Regions from separate parts of the Gossypium hirsutum genome. Here region 2 is linked to region 1. A link is a contact called in public Hi-C data. All regions are on one chromosome and are shown on one strand. The core of a region is the stretch at or near the end of the contact, and the rest is flanking DNA. Distances in the headings are between cores, read along the strand shown.

Region 1 (3,126 bases), core at 247-2,746:
TGCATCAGCCATGAATATTACAACCACATCTGAATCTCCATAGTTGTACCATGATGAAACTGATCCACAGGGAATTGGTAAAACATCCCCTTTTTTAACACCTATGAAACCCATGTTTTCCTTTGTGTTAATGCCTGGTATTCTTAATGCAACTCCACATTTACCTAAAGATAAATCAAAAGTAATGTTAATATTGTAAGAACCTGATTGATGGTTGAATTCATTAGATTATCAATTTCTGACTCAATCAATTTGACACTAAGTTCAACAATAATTAAATAAATAACTACAAAAATTATAGCAACTAGTTTAATTGTCAATTTTCATTTCAATTTCTAATTTTATCAGTTGAGAGAGGTTCACTCAGAAATTTATTCAATCTCTTTATCTGGATTCATATACCAACCAGTTTCTAATCTGACTACCCGATCGGTAAGAGATCGGTAAATAGATTAGTGAATGCATTATACCGCATATGGCTTAACAGGGATGAAGAGCTTTAGTTTGGACTTGATATTTAAACCAAACTTTATGCTTTTGTAATTGTGGATAATACTTGATTTATTGGCCGCAACAGTTCACATAGTCATTTTAATTATATAAAAGATCCTTTTACTACACATTTTGATAGATTTAGTTCTACTGTAATTTTATCTTTTTTTGTCCTATACTTTTTTAAAATTTGTATTTTCAATTTCAGTCCTCGGGCAAACTTTTCCTCATTGATTCAACCAAATAAATTGATCTAGCTTTTATGTGAACATATTGTAATGTGACATTCATACTTTAATTTTTTTTGCAGCTGGACAAATATCATTTCTTTTTTCTTTTTGTCTTCCTTTAAATTATGAAAAGAAATGCAAAGATATATATGCCATGTCATTGCATTTAAAAAAAAAAAGCTTTGTCAAATGATTTGAAAGAATTAAAAGAAAAAAAAAATCAAAACTAAACATACACATTGAGGGGCAAGAAATGAGTAAATAATAAATAATAATAGAGGGACTAAATCCGAAAAAAACACATATTACAAGGACCATTATAGAATTTACCCACTCAAGACTCACCTTCAAGAACATAACCAACTTTGGAGCAATCGGCATAGTGAGGAAGAGCAAAGCCCCGAGGCTTCAACACAAGCTTACCAGCTGCAACTTTGGCCTCACCAAGGACTTGAGAATCGGCAGCTGCCCAGTGGTAGTACACGCCTGCTTCAGTCTCTGTGAACGTTGCCGGAAACTTGGGAGACAAGTCCATGTTCATTTTTCTTACCTTACCTTAATTCTACAAATCAGTTATATATGAAAAATACAATGAACACCCATATATAGAGAGAGAGATGGAAACATTGAGTAGCTTTTCAGTATAAACGTCAATTTGGTAATTACAACCATGTAATGAATTTCAATGAGAAAAATGAGGAACACTTAAAAAAGGATAAAAAGCCATTAGACGAACAGTTTAAATGAGAAAAATTAGGCTTTTATACATGTATTCAATATCATACCGAAATTGTTTCGATTTTAAACCGACATCAAGTAGTCTAAATTTTGTACGGGTCAAAAATTTTTAGACCATTTTATGTGTTTCAAGTTTAGTGTTTAATTAATATCGACTTGTACAAATGTGTATCGACATGTACTAGTTGATAAATTTTTTTTCATTTTTTAAACTAACTTTTAATTTTTTTTATCTTAACCATTTTAGTTTTCCTATAATTACATTTAAAATTAATAATTATTAAATTAAATTATCAAACCTAATTAATAATTTTAAAATTTATATGTAATATATTTGCATGTTTATAATGTTTGATTTATTATTTTAACAAGATAATATATAATTTATTAAGAAATTAAAAGTTAAAATATGCATGTGAAAATATTTAAATTAATAATTAGATTAGAAATATATGTGTGAAAATTATTTTAAAATATCAATAAATTTAAAACGATACATCAAACATGTCAATACCAGTATATATTTGTACCAAGGCAAAAACGATACGCCCATCGATACAATATTGAATACCTTACTTTTAGTAGTGATGGCAACTAGGCGAGATAGATTTATTCTAAACTTGAACTTAAAATTTCATACAAAACCTGAATTCAATCTGCCCAAAGTTTTTTCTTTTTCACTATTACTTCATGACATGTGCCTTATATCCACTAATAAGTATCGGTTACAGTGGTAAGGTACATTGTACTCTCAATAAGATAACGTAGTTTGAACATTGAAGATAACATTGTTGGGATGAGTAGTCACGAATCTTGAACATGAATTGGTAAACGTGGACTAAATTTATAACTTTGTACATAATACAGAACTAATGACACTAATTTAACGAAACAAATTTAACTGTTACATTTGAGTTAGCACATAATACAGGAAAATAAAATTTATAAATTTGAAAAATACGTTTGATTATTGATATGTAACAATCAAACCGACAAAGACAACACAACGGGGTCGACAATCACACTGAATGAGGCACGTTCAGGATGCTATCATAAATAATGCTTCTACTATTTGCTTGTTACTAGGTTTGGTTAAACATATGAATCAATAATCATAAAATAATAGAATATTTTGAGTAGGGATGAAAACACGATTTGATTCAATTCGATAAAAACACGATTCGATTCAATTCGATAAGGTTGAAACTTTTTTAATTTTAAAATCTAGTTTCGGATAGATTACATCGAGTTTAAATCTACATTTAATCGTGTCAAAACATCATTATATATAATATTAAGTTTAAAATTTATGATACTAAAATTTCTATTAATATGTCGTGGTCCTAGCATAATTATACTTAAAAAACAATTAATGGTATCATTAAAAAAATTAAAATAATAAAAATTATCATTTTATTTTGATAAAAATAAAAATACGAAATTCGAGTCAAATCAAAGTTGAATTTATTTTTAATTTTGTGAGTTGGTTTAGAACGAATAAATTAATATATAATTTTGGATCAAAGTGGAATCAAGTTATATTGGGAGTAGATGAGATTGGGGTTGGGTGGACAAAACCTTCACATTCAGATTGCCGGCCGATTCAGTGTACAAAAACAAATTATTTGTATGGTCCAAGCAACAAGCGAATACAACAAAGTTTTTA
Region 2 (3,126 bases), core at 355-2,854, 160 kb after region 1:
ATATACACATACATATACAAAAGTTTAAAGGAAAGAGTTCTTACGTTGACAAGGCTTCTCATGATGATTTAAAGACCGAAGACCCAAAACAAAAGGAACAGTATGAGTAAAACATTGTAACACGGCATTGATAAAACATGTGTTACCCAAATTTTCCAGCCCTGCACCCTACAAAATCCAATATCCAAAATGTTCAATTATTCAATCACCATTCAACCAACATATACATACGCACATGAATAATATAAACATACCACTCCAGTTGGTTCATTTGCAATTCTAAAACCTTCATTAGAAGGAACCCAAGGATCATGGGGTTGCTTAGAATCATAAGGGAGTAAAGCTAGGATCTGAGACAATTCGTATTCATCAGAAGAAGACGAAGGGGGTTGTTGATACGTTAACGGAAGCACGTTCAGACCTTCAGGGTTCACCGCCGTTTCATCTTCGAGGAAGCTTTCTAACATGGTGGCAAGATCAAGGGAATCATTAACAGCCACCATTGGAGAAAAAGATGATGACCCAGATAAAGAATCGGGCACTAGAGACGGAACCTGATCGATTTGAGAGGGAGAAGGATCATTTGGTTTATCAGTATACGTTTGGGTTTCCATAGAAAGACGGTGATAAAAGCTTGCAATGAGTTTCGACAGAAAAAAAAAGGAGTTTCGGGGAGATTAAGAATTATGTATCTCCAAAAGAAACGAACTTTGGAATCCCCAATCTTGCTGGAATAATTAAGAAGAATAGTGGGGTTTTCTTGGAGAACAATTTTGAAAGGGGGAGGGAAATTTTTTAAGCCGCCATTTCTTTGGTTTTCTTCTCCATTGACTGTATAAAAAATAGACTGCTTACTGTAGAAGGTAAATAAAAAGAGAGAACTGAACAGATCGTTTTGACTTTTGAGTTTTGGTCAAACCCTCTCTTTTTTTAGGGTTATTTTTTTGTTTCCCTTTTCAGCTTTGTCGGTTAAAGAAAATTATTATAAAATGTGAGATTTCTTTTTTATATTTTATTATAAAATCGTTTCAATATTATTTAAATTTGATTAGGTGTGGATTGGGGTATTGATTCGGATAAATATTTTAGATCGGATGAGTTGAGAATTAGTATAAACCTGTTGAATTAACGATTGAACTAGTTGAATCGATTTTTAATATTTTTTAGTTTTATTAATTTTTTTAATGATTTATTTAAATAAATTAACAAAAATAATAATTTGACTGATTCAAACATCGGTCCAATTTAAAAAAGCTTAATGATTGTATCAATTTAGACAATATTATTGAACCAAAAATCAAAACCAATTGTACTGATTAAAAAATATCAAAATCGAGTTTAACCAAAATAACACCCAAATAATTTTTTTAGCTTATATCGATAAACCCAAATTCAAGCCCAAATATCCTAAACTGATAAACCCAACAAAAAATGGTAGGCATATCAATCAAAATTTTAAAGATAACATATTAAATAGTAATTTTTTTAAAATTTTTGAATAGTTGGTGTCGGACAATTTAAGACCCATAAAACTGAGTTAGGTGAAATGAAGTTTGGGCTTGAAGCCTATATTTTCCTTGTTCCAAACCCAAAAATATTATCCAACCCCTAATTAATAAACCCTAAGATCAAAATACCCAATTTTTATCTTTGATTGATACTCTCTCCTTTTCCATTATTTTCTCTCCACACTTCCATAGCCGGACTCTTCTCTCTTCTTTCAAAGGAAGGGGTTATTTTTCCCTATTAGGCGATCACCATGGATAAACAGCCATCTGCTTCAAAATCAAGAACACAAAAATCCAAAAAGAGGAGCAGAGATGATAATCAAAATCCTGGTGGGGCAAAACATGAGAATTTGCAAGTAAAAATCCAACTTTTTCAAGACCAACCAAACAAGATTCCACCTTTAGTTGCTTATTTCCCATCTGGTTACAACCCTCAAACTCAACAAAGACAAGATGAAGAAGAACCCAATAACCAGAACAACTCACCCAAGGTCCCGAAGGTCAAGGTTTATAGAAACATGGCTCAAAGAAAGGGTAATAGGCTTCAAGTTGTGGTTAGCCCTGGTGGGTCAAATGTGGATTTTGTTGGGTCAAGTTTTACAGGTGAGGCTGCTGCTGCACAAGTTTGTAGGTACTCACTTGGGGTTCTTGATAAAGAGGCTGGGACTCTCAAAATTATCCCTATTGCTACTAATAAGGTAACATTTTTTCTATGTATATGTATGTATGTGTATTTTCTCATTTGTATAACTACTAGCTGTAAGTTATATAATGGAGATGTATGTCTATGTGTATGTGTATTCTCTTATTTGTGTAACTACTGTTCCTTAAGTTATATAGTGTATGTGTATGTGTATGTGTATGTGTATGTGTATGTGTATGTGTATGTGTATGTGTATGTGTATGTGTATGTGTATGTGTATGTGTATGTGTATGTGTATGTGTATGTGTATGTGTATGTGTATGTGTATGTGTATGTGTATGTGTATGTGTATGTGTATGTGTATGTGTATGTGTATGTGTATGTGTATGTGTATCTGTATGTGTATCTGTATGTGTATGTGTATGTGTATGTGTATGTGTATGTGTATGTGTATGTGTATGTGTATGTGTATGTGTATGTGTATGTGTATGTGTATGTGTATGTGTAACTACTGGCCTTAAGTTATATAATGGAGAGGTATGTGTATGTGTGTGTATGTGTATGTGTATGTGTATGTGTATGTGTATGTGTATGTGTATGTGTATGTGTATGTGTATGTATCCTCTTATTTGTGTAACTACTGGCCCTAAGTTATATAATGGAGATGTATGTGTATATGTGTATTCTCTTATTTGTGTAACTACTGGCCCTTAAGTTATATAATGAAGATGTTTGTGGTAAGGGAAATCATGTTGCTATCGAACAAGATGTTTATTATGGTTTTTAGTTAATGTAATTGGCTTTGCGTGATTTAATTGTAGATATTTAGATTGGAACCGAGAGTTAGAACTGCCGAGACTGCTAATGAAGAAGCTTCGAATTCCACAAAGAGTGAACTTACTGCCAATAGAATGGACAAGCTGGGAGAGCTTACTGCACTTTACGGAACAAAGAGAGAGAGAAAGAAGGTTTGGC

What was found. A called contact is a pair of places that touch in the nucleus more often than the background predicts.
Region 2: a contact with region 1 is called in a Hi-C map of leaf, with 2.1 times the contacts expected there. The contact joins the promoter of LOC107950182 here to the promoter of LOC107942198 in region 1. A contact is called at or near these places in 5 of 34 Hi-C or Micro-C datasets (leaf and petal).

What each region holds. Positions count from the first base shown.
Region 1 is chrA03:435,570-438,695 of Gossypium_hirsutum_v2.1, forward strand. It overlaps LOC107942198 (cocosin 1), which reads right to left and starts at 1,497. Exons shown (of 3, transcript XM_041104536.1): 1 at 1,068-1,497; 2 at 1-164. The coding sequence starts at 1,263.
Region 2 is chrA03:590,552-593,677 of Gossypium_hirsutum_v2.1, forward strand. It overlaps LOC107950182 (DNA-directed RNA polymerase I subunit rpa49), which reads left to right and starts at 1,605. Exons shown (of 4, transcript XM_016884977.2): 1 at 1,605-2,206; 2 at 2,973-3,119. The coding sequence starts at 1,760. It overlaps LOC107950189 (ubiquitin carboxyl-terminal hydrolase 20), which reads right to left and starts at 896. Exons shown (of 8, transcript XM_041104588.1): 1 at 255-896; 2 at 45-168. The coding sequence starts at 614.